5 separate regions of the Mus musculus genome follow, and regions 1, 2, 3 and 4 are each linked to region 5. Evidence: chromatin contacts called from public Hi-C and targeted proximity ligation data. All regions are on one chromosome and are shown on one strand. The core of a region is the stretch at or near the end of the contact, and the rest is flanking DNA. Distances in the headings are between cores, read along the strand shown.

The links. A called contact is a pair of places that touch in the nucleus more often than the background predicts.
Region 1: a Hi-C map of LSK cells shows a contact between it and region 5, with 10 times the contacts expected there. A contact is called at or near these places in 2 of 39 promoter capture datasets (liver and pre-B cells), 5 of 484 Hi-C or Micro-C datasets (CD4 T cells, the G1E-ER4 cell line, LSK cells and 1 more) and 1 of 130 datasets of targeted methods (memory CD8 T cells).
Region 2: a contact with region 5 is called in a Hi-C map of the N1E-115 cell line, with 5 times the contacts expected there. A contact is called at or near these places in 3 of 39 promoter capture datasets (liver, stem cell-derived epiblast-like cells and trophoblast stem cells), 8 of 484 Hi-C or Micro-C datasets (the N1E-115 cell line, embryonic stem cells and nephron progenitors) and 1 of 130 datasets of targeted methods (pancreatic cancer cells).
Region 3: a contact with region 5 is called in a targeted proximity ligation map of the SCID.adh cell line, with 9 read pairs. A contact is called at or near these places in 1 of 484 Hi-C or Micro-C datasets (embryonic stem cells) and 2 of 130 datasets of targeted methods (the SCID.adh cell line and embryonic stem cells).
Region 4: a targeted proximity ligation map of memory CD8 T cells shows a contact between it and region 5, with 15 read pairs. A contact is called at or near these places in 9 of 39 promoter capture datasets (the 3T3-L1 cell line, 3T3-L1-derived adipocytes, the C10 cell line and 4 more), 8 of 484 Hi-C or Micro-C datasets (the HL-1 cell line, the N1E-115 cell line, embryonic stem cells and 2 more) and 10 of 130 datasets of targeted methods (the NIH/3T3 cell line, astrocytes, embryonic forebrain and 6 more).

Annotation. Positions count from the first base shown.
Region 1 is chr15:72,927,545-72,930,244 of GRCm38.p6, forward strand. The region is part of intron 14 of Trappc9 (trafficking protein particle complex 9); the gene reads right to left. Among named protein-coding and RNA genes, the nearest start is that of Gm31665, 43 kb to the right of the region's middle.
Region 2 is chr15:73,471,517-73,474,216 of GRCm38.p6, forward strand. No RefSeq gene overlaps it. Among named protein-coding and RNA genes, the nearest start is that of Dennd3, 40 kb to the right of the region's middle.
Region 3 is chr15:73,491,153-73,493,852 of GRCm38.p6, forward strand. No RefSeq gene overlaps it. Among named protein-coding and RNA genes, the nearest start is that of Dennd3, 20 kb to the right of the region's middle.
Region 4 is chr15:73,544,552-73,547,251 of GRCm38.p6, forward strand. It overlaps Dennd3 (DENN/MADD domain containing 3), which reads left to right. Exons shown (of 23, transcript NM_001081066.1): 12 at 395-594; 13 at 2,570-2,700. Among named protein-coding and RNA genes, the nearest start is that of Dennd3, 33 kb to the left of the region's middle.
Region 5 is chr15:73,183,564-73,186,263 of GRCm38.p6, forward strand. Ago2 (argonaute RISC catalytic subunit 2) reads right to left here and starts at 1,384. Exons shown (of 19, transcript NM_153178.4): 1 at 1,198-1,384. The coding sequence starts at 1,219.

The DNA.
Region 1 (2,700 bases), core at 142-2,641, 260 kb before region 5:
TGCAGGTCCATTTTCTGTGGTCAGTCACACGGAGCTAAAACAACACAAGGTATTCAGTCAGCCAGAGCTCTGTGAGCATCTGCCTGACTCCCACGCTGAACTGTGAGCTCCTGGGGACGGGCGCCATGCGTTATTCGTGTGCTGGCACAGCAACCTCATAGAATGTAAATAAATGCCGGGCTGTTGAAGAACACATAATCAAGCAAAGTAAGTGTAAGCTGCCAGGTATAGTGGGAGCGACATGGCTAGTCCTTCTGAAAGGAACTGGGAAAGCCCTTACCCAAAAGTAATGCGCACTGTACCCAGGGATGAAGGCCAGAGCTGTAGATCAAGGAAGGCATCAGGGGTCAGCCAGATTCTAAGCACATGGATATGTTCACAGACAGACAGGTGGGGGCCTGGGTCAGACACACATGGGGCCCCCGTGACCAGCATGAGCCAAGGTGGGGAGACGCTGCTTGACACAGGTTTGTGGAGGAGCTGGGTAAGAAGAGGAAATGGTGAACAGAGAACAGACGGGTACCCAGCAGAGACAGCAGAAAAGGCAAGAGTGAGATTTCCCTATGGCCTCTGTCCTGGCCTCTGCTTTTGTGGATATGCTGTGCTGCACACAGTCCAGTGTGCTGCCACACTCCAAGCTCCCTGGGGACCCCAACTTGCTGCCAACCGGCTCCTTAAAGCTCTGTCTAGAAATCAGTACCAGATAAAGACCATATATATGTAAGCCAGAAAAACAAAAACAGGTCTGCAGCAAGTAACAGGTAAATAAAAAAGTAAAAATAAAAATAAAGTCCCCGGGTTAAAATAAAGCAAAAGCAAGGTATAATGGTTCACACTAAGACACCCCATCCCACTCCACCCCACCCTGGGCATAGGAGGCTGAGAGCAGCAGGAGGATTGCCAAATGAGGCTAGCCTGGGCTACATCATGAGTTCTAGGCTAGCCTGGATAACAGAAAAAGAGCATGTCTCAAAAATAATAAGAAAGAAAGAAGGTGTTGGAGTGTAGCCTAGGGTTAGAGCACTTGCCTGGCATATACAAGGTCCTGGGTCCAATACCTAGCAACACACACACACACACACACACAGAGAGAGAGAGAGAGAGAGAGAGAGAGAGAGAGAGAGAGAGAGAGAGAGAGAGAGAGAGAGAGAGAGAGAGAGAGAGAGAGAAAGTAAAAAACAGGAAGCAGAATGAACAGAAATGTGTGTAGCTCAGCATGGTCAAGGGCCTAAGTTTGATCCTTAGCACCATCAAATGACAACTGAGTACTGGGCTAAGAGATGCCCAGGAAGGCAGCAAACCAAGTGTTTCATAAGATAACAGTGGCGGCGGCGGCGGCGGCAGCCTGCAGGAAGCGCTCCTGTTTCCTGAGCACTTGACAGTGTAGGGCTGTGCACAGCTGTGCCTGCTGCCTCCTGTGTGTCACCACAAGCAGAAGAGTGGCACAGAACCATCTCAAATGTGAGCAAAGGCTGCCATCAAAGCAAGGAACGCGGTGCGGTGAGCCAGCCCCTAAACGGCAAGGCCGCTTGAAACCCAAGTAGGTGAGCCTATGTAGGCTGTAATGTCCACTGAGGCTAGTCTGACCTTGGAGCCTTCCCACATGTTCACACTGAGCCACAGGAACCTGCTCTCAGCAACACATCTACCCGCAAGAAGCAAATACGCAGGGCCCTCCTCACTTCCCATGACTCTGGGCTCTCTGACGACACAAAGCAGAAACCAGTCTACAATATTGATTTTTTTTTTTAAACTCTCACCCTGCAAGGCCATAATGTTAAAAACAGTAATTATATAAAAATAGCATAACGACTCAGAAGCGGGCTGGGCCCAAAAGACAGGAAATCAGTGGGGTGACTGACGTCTGCATGGTACATTGCCATCTCATTACTGGACTCCTGGGTCCTGTGACTGCTCTGGCCCCAGGTTCCATGTGGACAGGAACAGGGGTCGGGGGAGGGCTGCCTGCTCCACTCCCTAGCAGAAGAGCTGTTCTTCTCTACCTCCCACTGCTACTGTTTCAAGGCTCCACCACGTGGTCTTACATACCCAGAAGCATTCAACTTCACCATGCTAGAAATGTACTTTCTAAGGACAAGGAGGAAGGCCCACCATCTTAGGAAGAAGAGCTGGAGCAAGAAGGCCTATACAGATGCCTGCCTTCCTCAAGTGTGGCTCACGCAATGGTGTTTTTGAAGTCAGCTTGACAAACCCTTGTGTGAGTTACTAGACCTGGCAGACCATGGGGCTGGTTGACTTCATGCATTCTAAGCCAGCAAAGCAGTGGTCACTGCTTGCCTGAGAGGTGCCAGGCAAGGCTCCGGCTACTCCCGAGATGTGGGCATCTGCTCTGGAAGTTTGAGAAGAGAGAGCACCCAGAGGAGATCACTACGCCGCCTTGCTGAACACAGGACAGGTCAAGCAGTCGAAAGTGAGCAGGAGCGACAACAGTGAGAGAGTGCACAGGCTGGACTGTCACCCACACGCTCCAACAGGGGATCGTATGGGGAGAGCAGAGCGTCACCAACCACCCATGCCCCGCACAACTGAAGGCCAATAACCAAGTCCCATGAGAAGCCCTGCGTGCAGCCCAGCCCTTCCTTACCAAGCATGTGGCTTACCTGAGAGGTGTCTTACTGCACTACTGACTTCTGTATTAAGTTCTGGAGATTAAAGAATGACACATTCAAGTAACGAGCA
Region 2 (2,700 bases), core at 190-2,689, 290 kb after region 5:
CATGTTCCTTGCTCTATTGCCCAGGACGTGGGGTCCAGTCACAGGATAGGGTAGGAGTCAGCCTTGCAGGAGGCAAGACCAGAAAAAAGAGTAGTTGCTGGTGGCAGCTCTCAGCAAGTTTCTGCAGGTGGATACCCTCCCATTTTAAAATGAGGAGACACATTGCTGAGTTAAACAGTCTCCCCAAGAACACATGGGCCACAAGTTTTCTAGTAAAAGTGAAAGTCCTCGAATCTGTAGGTTGAGCAGAATGCAAGGGTGGTTGGTAGCTTGGGCTTGGTGGCATCGGAGGGGGCAGATCCAATCTGGCTGGAGCCCAGCCCAGGAAGCTGTGTGTAGCTGGATGTCTGCACATGGTGGCTGAGAAACAGTGAGAAACAGTGACCTGCCCTTCTGCAAGCACAGGCCAGGGACAAGAACCTTGTGGATTCTCACACGCTCTTCTGATCTTGGTTTTGTTGTTGTTGTTTTTTTTTAAAGATTTATTTATTTACTATATGCAAGTACACTGTAGCTGTTTTCAGACACGCCAGAAGAGGGTATCAGATCTCATTACAGATGGTTGTGAGCCACCAAGTGGTTGCTGGGATTTGAACTCAGGACCTCCAGAAGAACAGTCAGTGCTCTTAACCATTGAGCCATCTCTCCAGCCCTAGTCTTTTGTTCTGGAGCACCTTTCCATAAAGAATGCCAAGAACTCATGGTCGCCTTTAACAGAGCCAGGACTGGAATGGTCACTGACTGTTTAGAAGCCCTGGAATGCCCCGTGCAGGACCACTGGGTAGCATAGAGTAGAAGGACTCCTATGCCCTGCATAGAGATGCAGGCCACATCTCTGCACAGGTGTCATACTCTAGAGAAACTTTCAAGGTGGAATAGAAGGGGTGTTTTCTGGTCCCAGTTGCCTGATATAGTTCCTCGGGTGGGTGTTGGGGGTAGGGGTGGGGCATTTGGTCTAGCTTCATCTGTGTCGCCCCCAAGCAATCCTTGGACTTTGTCTGACTTCATCCTCACTAGAATGGTCCAATGAGAAGAGTGCACAGAGAGAGCTGGGTTCCAGGGTGACCTCTGACGAGTTCCCAGTTCCTCTCAGGCCTGCTTTGTGACCACCTTTGGAGTACTTCAGGACCCTTCTCTGCATTGCCCTGTTGCCGTTTGCTCACCAACAGAGGCCTAACTGAGGAGTCATTTTCCGGACATCTCCTCAATGGCCTGAGCCCCCTGGAGCAGGTATGGCAGCCAGAGTCCCCAGAGCATGGGTAGCACTGCCTATGACCCTGGGAGGTGGCTCCTAGACGGTGACTCTCAAGATCATAGCTGCTCTTGTCTTGTACTGTCCCTGGGGACTGGTCCGCTCAGGGCTCAGCTCCCAAACCTTGTCCAGCCACTTCCTGGGACTCTGTGGTGAGGCACTCGGCCTTTGTTTTCCCAGGCAGCCACATGGTGCCCCCTGCTGGCAACTGCTGTCACTGCCAGGGAGAAGGTGGAAGGCTGGAGGCCAGGACACAAAGGGCTTGCCTCTTGGCGGGACACACACACACACACACACACACACACACACACACGGGGTGGGCGGGGGGGTGTCCGGGGAGAGAGCACACAATGGACCCCACTGTCTCCTCTGCTCTCCTGACAGCCTTCATCCAAAGTCCCACCAACACTTAGAAAAACCCTGACTCACAAACCTGTATGGAGCATAAACTCAGGCTGAGACTGGGTCAGGACCACCAGGAACTAGAAGTGAGATAGACAGAGACGAATGAGGTATGCTACCCACAGGGGCTACATTCTGACAACCAAGTACCTGCAGAAGTTGCTTAACATACATGTGACAAATGGAGATACATGGTTAGGGTAAGGAACCCAGACACGGAGACCAGGTGGTCAAACTCTTAACCATCCTTCAAAACCCCAGCTGGGCCAGAATGATGGTGCACATCTTAGTGAGACCAAAATAAAAAGTAAAAAAGACTTCTTGCCTAGCAAGCACAAAGCCCTAGATCCACTCCCCAATGCTACAAAGTAACCAACCACCATGTTCAGGCTAAGAATAAAACCTCTTCTAAAGTCCTTCAAGGAGATCACCTGACACATTTCACTTCAGGTCAGAAGACAAGCGCATCTTTTTAAATTGCCACTTAATTAGTTAGTGAATGAATTACCCAGTTCATTCACTTGCATGACTCAGCTCTGTCCTTTCCCCATGTAAGGTCTGAACTCAGGGCATCAGGCTTTGTTGAGCCTTTAGCAAGACCACAGTGCAGTTCTTTATAGGGAGCAGGCTAGGCGTGCTTGCGTCCCGGTGAATTAGTGACGTTTCTATTGCTGTGATAAAGCACCATCACCAAGATGACTTAAAGAAAGAAGGGATTTACTTGTGCTTAAGGTTCCAGAGGGAGAGGAGACCGTCACCATCACCAGCACAGTGAGGGAGCGTGGCAACAGGCAGGCACGGCGGCAGGAGCAAGAAGCTGCGGGCTCGCTTCTTAAACTGCAAGCAGAAAGCAGAGAGACTCAGCTAGCAATGCTTGCATCTTTAAATTCTCAAAGCCCACTTTCAGTGGCACACTTCCTCCAACAAGGCCACAACTCCTAAGACTCCTCAAACAAGTGTTCACGCGCCAGAGACTGCAGGGGACATTTCATTCAAACTGTCACACCTGGGAATGGTGAATCATGCATTGCGAACCTGAGAACAGC
Region 3 (2,700 bases), core at 24-2,523, 310 kb after region 5:
AGAAGACTTAAATGGTTCCAGTAACTGTGAAATGGCCTGGGGAGAAACTTCTGACAGGGAGCCCCAGGTTCAGAGATGTGTGCACATGGGTAGGACACAAAGAGTCAGCCTCAGTCCCGGGAAGGTTCCCTTCTCTTCTTTAGGTTTTGAGCCCATGAGAAACCAGCCCAGCTGTGACTACCAAGTCTGCTTCTGGTCCAGCATCATTCTTGATCTTGGTCTTCCAGTGGGCCTGGCTGCAGTCTAAACCATCCTGAGAGGCCCCTGCCCCAGCCTCTATGCAGAGTCAGGACCCTGACCCTTTGGTGTTAGAATGTGTGCGCCATCCTCTGCAGATGAGGAGGGAAGTACCCTGCCCACACTCACTGTGCTGGAAGCTGCATCATCTTCCACCAACTATGTCCAACTAAGTCCCACCAGCTATGGGACTTGTAGACAGTAGCAGGGGAGTTAGTGTGAGCCTAGCAGGACCTCTTTTTCAGTGTGAGGAATCTGAGGCCCCAGGGACCTGACTGGTGACTGACAGAGCCTGAGCTGCATGTTCAGACTCCCCAGGGAGATGATACTATTATTATGCACCTACTATATCCTAAGAAACTTTGTTTTCTGAGGCTGGCCTTGTATGTTGGGCCACCATGCCTGGACAGATCTTCTCTTTAGGGTTTTTGAGTTCCCACAAATGGGATGCAGACAGGACAGAGAGGTGGGTGACCAGTCAGTCTGTGTTCAGGGATGCCCGGGACAGAGCACAGACCAGAGGGAGACGTTGGGGTATGTGTGGTGTTAGATACCAAGGACCTTGTTACCAACATCCATTATTATAGGAGGAGATAGGAGGATCCCATATGGTACAGACCAGGGGAACAGTGTGCCTTGGGGCCTTGTCTTCCTCTGCAGTCTGTAGTGCTGTCTCAGCATGAGAGGGACAGGGAAAAGCCAGGTTCCCAGTTCCACTTGGACTTGCCCAGGCTTTCCTTTGAAATTCAGGGTTCCCCTGTTTCTCAAAGCCTTTTGAGGGGGTCTCCTAAGACTATCTGCAGGGGCCCACAGCCCTGCCCTCATCACCTGCACCAAGGAAGGGCATGTAGAATGCTAGCATAGCAGAGAAGATCTCCAAGGAGCAAGGGAGGTATCCTTCCAACTGCAGCCAAGCTACTTCAGAGAAACCCTTTGAAAGGGCCTGCCAATCACACACATCTCCACCTCCTGCTTCCAGGGAGCCAGAGTTGGGTCAGCCTCATGTTCCCAGGGGAGGGGTGGCCACAGACTACAAAGCAAGGAAGCCGTGACCTCATCAGAGGTAAACTGAATGACACTTCCTCTTTTACAGGCTGGGCCACCTCCAGAAGTTTCTTAAAGCTATAGAAACACAACTGTGTCCTACCCAGCCTGAACAGGTGTTCAGGGCAGCTGTTCTGGGCACAGCTCACTTGTGAGGAGGAAAGAGCTCACAATGGTATAATGGTTTAGATCTGGAAGTGAAGGCAGGAGGATCAGGGGGGTCCATGTCTTTCTTGCCTATAAAGCAAGTTCAAGGCTAGTCTGGGCTTAATGAGATCCATCTCGAAAAACACCCAAACCAGGAGACATGATGGTGCTGGAGGTCCAGAAGGGGCTGACCTCAGCCCGACCCAGAGCCAGCCAATGTACAGGTGAGCATACAGTGTGACTGGAGTGACCGAGGGTTCCAATGACTCCTGACCCAAAAGCTCATTGATACAGTAGACACCCTGAGCTGTAGTCTGCTGAGGCATTGAATCTCTAGGAACAGACTTCCAGGTGAGAGGGGTTCTCACCTGGGGAAGTGAGTTTACATCAAAGAGAGGGCTGGTGGCATACATCCTGCTCCCTAGGAATCAGAGAGCCCGCTACAGACTCCTGCTGTGAAACCATTTCCCTGTCATCAGAAAGGTTTTAGCCCCAGACTTTTGCCATAGAAGCCCTGATTTCCTTTCTTCTGTGTCCCCTGCAGTGCTACCTGTCCCCATGTTGGGCCCTGAACTCCCCTTAGAGCTTCTGCCTCTCTGTTATCGCTTGGTCTGTCTGCCCATGGCATTAATAACTTTTCTAATAATAAACTGTTTTACTGTCCCTTTAGAACATTGAGACCTTTCTCTGTCTCTTTTGTCACATGCTTGGGTGGGAAGGACAATGTTCTTCAACAACATCAGGAAACATCCGCCCTGGTTTGGCTACTAAACAGTGCCGGATTTACAGCTTACTTTCTGGTGAAATAGACCATTGACATCCATCAGTGGGATGGGTAAGCATTCTCTACTTTCTACAGGGCATATGCTGCTCTGCACAGAATGTCTCATCTCCGGCACCTACCTGGGCAGATGATCTCCTTCAGAAACAGATAGCAGGCTGTCCCCTTGTGCTTTGGAATGGCTGGCTGTACATCAGAGTTCCTGTACCCTCCCCATCTCTCCCCATTTCTATTAATTTGCTAGTGCAGCCCTCTGCTTACCCTTGTCTGTTATTGTGAGGGAGATCGTGGGATGCAGATTAATGCAGATAAAAGATGTTCAGGGTAGGGCAGGTGGTAGAAGCTCCCTTGCAAAGCAGCCATCATGGGGGGTGGGGTGGGGAGTGGGGATTCCCAACCTTGTCCTTTTGGGGTTTATGATAAATTCATTACATGGATATGACCTATCACACTATTGGCAATTGATCAGCTCAACCTTCAGCCCTTCTCCG
Region 4 (2,700 bases), core at 5-2,504, 360 kb after region 5:
ATTGAGCAGTTCGCCAGGAACCTCCAAAGGTGCATCCTCTGTGTGTCCCCATTGCGTGCAGGCAGGCTCTGTGTGCCTGGCGGAGCATCCTGCCACACCCTGATCTCTGTCCGTCTTCATTTCCTTCCCATGTTCCCCATTCACAGGCCTATTTTTTTTCCCCTGTGTTTTCCTGATATCTCGTGTGCATCACCCACGACCGTGCCCTGTCCATCTCTGGGACTGTGGGCTGAGAACCTCTGTCCTTTCCCCTTGAGCTACTTGAGGCTGGACTTAGTGACAGGTTCTTACCCGTGCATGCCTCTCACCCTGCTCATTGCTCTGGGTGCGATAGGGAGTAGAGGCTCACACTTACATCTTCGTGCCCATGAAGTGAACTCTTGCTTTTCCCTAGGATAGACAGGATGCTGATAAGTCCAAGGAGACCTACTGTGGAGAAGATGGCCTCCAGGAAGGCCTCACCCCTGCACATCACCCACAGACGCATGGTGGTCAGCATGCCCAACCTGCAGGACATCTCCCTGCCCGAGCTGCCTCCCAGGAACTCATCGCTTCGGATAATGGACACCTCAAACTGCAGAAGCAGCAGTCCAGGTGAGGTGCTACCCTCCTGCGTCTATTCCCCCAGTGTTGCAGCTTAGAGATCATAGCCTGCTTCTGAGGGAGGGAATGTTCTTAAGAATATAAACTATTTTGGCCAGGCATGGTGGTAAATGCCTGTTATCTTAGCAGCTCAGGGGTCTGGTGCAGCATTGGTGCTTGTGAGTTCGGGACCAGTCTGGGTTTCAAGCTACCCTGTGTGAATGTGGTCATAGTGAGGCTGAGTTCGTGCCTCCATAAAAACAGGGGAAAAAAATCCAAAAAACTGGTTTTTAAAAACTATTTTGTGTCTCTGCCCCCACCACTGTGTGTGTGATAGATAAAATACATGTCTGTATTTACAGATGTGTGATGGGATGCCCCTGGTCGGTACCAGTCCCTTCCTAAAGGTTGCTGTTAGATAGTTACAAGCTATTATTGTATTTCTGCAAAACCTTCTCAAGGCTCTTCCTGGTCTGTGTGACATCATAGGCGTCTACGGTGTGTCCCACAGAGTCCTTACTGGGTACGGAAGATTGTTGGGTGCCATGCATGGCCTTGCAGCTGCTGGTCTTAGCTCGGGCTGTCTGTCTGAAAAGACAGTATGGAAATGAAAAAGTCTCAAAGCTCAGAGCAGTAGGAGGAGGTGTGAGCCCCTTGGTAGCCACTTCCTGGGTGTCTGACCTCAGACAGACCAGTTCCTTTTCTGGGCTTGGCAGGTGTGTGCACACTCACTCTGGGACACAGTCTGCCTGCCTTTTCTGTGTTCATCTGAGCTCCCTGACCATTGTGGGCTCCACCTTCCTCCAGCCTCCATAGCCAAAGGACCACCTCTCGCATGGGTGTGGATGCAGTGGCTACCTCTGGTCCCCTGTTCCAAGGAAGCTTTTAGGAGGAGAGGGACTTCAACTCTTGGTCAGTGTTTAGTCCCCAGGGGGCTTCAGAATGCCTGTGGCACTTAGCTCCGGTCTCTTTAGTCCTGACCTTTCGAATCTTTGCAGTGGGAGTACTGGGCTACCACTGCCCAGGCCACTGTTAAGGTGACAAATGCTTCTAAAGGCTAGGCCCTACTTAGCAGGCATATCTTGGCTTTGGTTATCAGCTTAATCTTCAAGGGCCCAGTCCTAGCATTTTTACTTAATATTCATAGTTTTAAAAACATAATTGTCCCATGGAGAATAGTTACTGCCTCTCTGGGAACAAATGGACTCTTCTTTACCTCTGGGGTATTGGGAATGCCCTGGAAGGGGCATGTAGGTGTTGCGGGAAATAATAATAACAAAAAATGAGCTGGCATGCACCAGCAACTCTCTTACTGGTGGGCTGGCCGGCCCTGCAGTAGCAGGCAATGGTCGACTTGTTTTTATCTCAAGAAGACTCTCTGGCCTGGAGCTCCTGGAACATCTCCACCCAGCTTGCTAAGTTCCTCCTGGTGGGTTGCTACCACACTAACCCCAGGCTTCAAATCCCCCATGACCTTTGTGGTACACATCAAGCAAACCCACGTTTTGCCATCATACCTTTCTCTCTTGAACCCAGACGAGCCACCTCCGTGAAGAAAGACACAACACAAACTTAGTTCTGAAACAACAGTAACTCAATCACTAGGCACAACAACTAAAATCCTAACTTGGAAGCCTTATTAAATCTAAATCCTCCAGGGGCAAATCCTGACAGATCCACCATTGGAACCCAGAGACACTCGTAATTACATCTTGTCCTCATGTTGTGCCCACCAAAAACACCTAACTCTCTCCTGTTTCCTCTCTTCCTCTGTCTAACTCGGAAGTCCTTACTCGCCCAGTGATTGGCTCCTTTATTCCTTAGGGAATTGGTTCACAAGAGCAGCACCAGGCCCATCCACAACACATGGGTTCTTGTCCAAGACACACAAAGCTGCCCTCAACAGTGTTATGGGTGCCTCTGCCTTTTCCAGGACCATGCTAATTACATGCATTTTCCCTTGTTTGTTTGTTTGTTTGTTTTTTAGTTCTCAAAGTGACCCCTAAGTCAACATATATGTTCAAGATCCCTGATATCCACTTCCCACTGGAGAGCCAGTGTGTTCAGGCATACTATACAGACTTCGTCACTCTCCTGAGCAAGGCCATGGCGCTGTTG
Region 5 (2,700 bases), core at 134-2,633:
CTCTGAGCCTCCACTGTCCAGCGTCTTCAAGAAAGACCCACTGTGGCAAGCTGAAGGGATCAATCAACACGCGAAATTGACGAAAGCCTGGCCTCGTCCCCGAGGAAGTCACTAGAAATTGACACATTGGGAAAACGTACAAATTTGGAGCTAAGATTTGCTGGGTTCCTCCACAGCGCTGAGCTGGGGGGTGGGGGTGGGGGGGGGGTTCCCAATCTGGCAGGAGGCTGCCGCTGGCCATTTCGCAGGGACCTCCAGGCCCCAACATCTGTCCCTAGGACCCGGGCACCTCCCAAGCGCAAGGTTAAAAGGGTCTTCAAATCGTTGGGAAGCCTTTTAACGCATTTACAAGTTGGTCAGTGGGCATTCGAGGAGCCCTGTGACATCAGGAGCGGAGGCGCACTAGGCTCCGGAGCAGGCACCATAGGGAACCCGGGAGGATCTGGGAGGCTTCCAGACCCCACAGTGAAGAAGTCTGGGGAGGCCCCAGGGCCGAACCACTAGGTCAGGTGGGCAGCAGGGAGGGCCCGCGGGCGCCAAGTACAGCCTGGCGGACAAAGGGGTGCAGGCTGAGCCCGAGCAAGCGGCGGGGCAGCCGGGAAATGGAGCCACGTGCCTGGCGGGAGAAGGCGAAAAAGCCTCCCCAACACTTGTTTTCTCAACCCCGCGAGTAAACCGCCCTCCGCTCGGCTCCAGGAGCGGGGTGGGGAAATGCGTCCGTGTTTTTAAGTTTTCTGGAACTTTTCCAGAGAAACGGGCACGCTGGTGGGAAAGGGGTGCCACGGCGGCCACCCGCTCCGCTAGGAAATCGCAGGGCGATTAGCACTTGAATGGGGAGGGCGGCTGCCCGGCGTGAAACTGCGTCCAAGCGACCGATCGCGGTCCCGGGGCCCCGTGGTTCGGTTCCCGACCCGTCCAGCTCCCCGCCCCAGGCCCGCCGTGCTGGGCCCCACAGCTATGCGCTCGGGAACGGCGGGAGGAGCGCTGCGGGAGGACGGAGACCCGTTGCAGGCCGAGCCTGGGCCCCCGCACACGTCCCGGTGGCGCTGCTCGGGTGCACTGGGCCTCCCGGCCCCGAGGCCCTGCCCGGCCGCCCCGAGGCTACGCCGCGGCCCCACAGGCCCCGCCGCCCTCGCCTGCCCCGCCCGCCAACCGCCAACCGCCGCGGCACGAGTGCCGGGCGCCGCGCGGACTCACCGGGGCCGGCTCCCGAGTACATGGTGGCGTTGCCGAGGGCCGCGGCCGAGGGCCGGCCGCGCGCTCCACGGGCCCCGACGCCGCGAGCCGCGAGGAGCCGCCGGCCGCTCGATCCGCCCCGGCGCGGCCGCCTCGCAGAACAGGTTTACCCGACGCGGCCGGGGCGGCGGGCGGAGGCGGCGGGAGCGGAGGGGGAGGGGAGCGGGAGGAGGGAGGGGAGGAGGAGGGGCGAGAGGGACGACGAGGGAGGGGACGGCGGGGAGGGAGGGAAGGAGGGGACAGCGGGGAGGGAGGAGGCGGGGAGGAGGGAAGGTGGCAGGGAGAGAGGGGGGCAGGGGAGGAGGCTGGAGGCGGCGCGCGCCGGCGGGATGGGGGGGGGGGGACTCGCTGTGGCGGCCCCCCGCGTGCTTGCCCTGAATGAGGGACCCCAGAAGCGACCCAGGGCACGCGAGCCGAGACCTTCCCTGCGGCCGAGCGAGGCGACGTCTGGTTTCCGGGCGCGGCCAGCCCGGCACTGCGACCAGAGTCGGAGTCCTCCCGCGCCGAGTGGCAGAGCCTCGGCCGCGTCCCGCCACGCACCCGCCCCTGCACCTCGGCCTGGCTCTTTAAGTTATTAACGAAACGGCGACGGGAAGCTAGCTCCCCACCCAGAGCTTGAACTTGGACGCGGCCAGACCCGTGCGCGTGACCACACCGCCACCTCCCGGCGCGACTCCACAACCTAGATAATCCTAGCAAAGCACCAAGGAAGCCCAGCAAGTTCAGGATTAAATTTTATCAGCTGTCAGGGAGCAGATCTGGTCGGGGCTTCCCGCTTTCTGGCCTCCGAGCCCCCAAGTTCTGCTCTGAGGCCTGCTAGACCAGCATGCTCTGTGCACGTATGTCCCTTCTTCACTTGTTGCTGGCGTGTGCTCCTAGTCCTGTCCAGCTGCCTCTGGAACCTTTCTATAGAAGAGGCGGGTGTGTCAGCTCCTGCCTCGCCCTGCAGGCTTTGCAATGTCTTCAAAGCCCATACTGAGAACCCAGGCCAAAGACAAACAGGGTCCTACTGCAGGGACCCCAGGATCGGGGTAGGCTCCATATTCTGTGTAGTGCTCAAAGATAGTCCCAGGAACAAGAAAAGCAGCTCTCCTTCCAATAAAGGAGGAGGAGGAGGAAACTAGACACAGCATTGCAGGGCTGCCATTCCAGCTAGCCAGAAGTCGAGGGAGGCGGATGGCAACCGTAAATCTAGTCTAGGATACATAGAAGAAAGACTTGCCCCCACCCCTCTCCCAAGTGATTGACACAAATGGGTAATCAATCATACCTAGCCCTTGCGGTACCAATACTTTGGTACTTTAGGGATGGAGACAGGATTTGCTGAACTCAGGAGTCATCTTGGCTCAGAACCAGTCAGGGTAACACAGAACTAATGGGGATGCGGTGAGGTGGGGGGGGGGGGGAGGTGGTGTTCGGCGGGAGGCGGTGTTAGACTTCACTCAGCAGTGGAGCACTGACGTT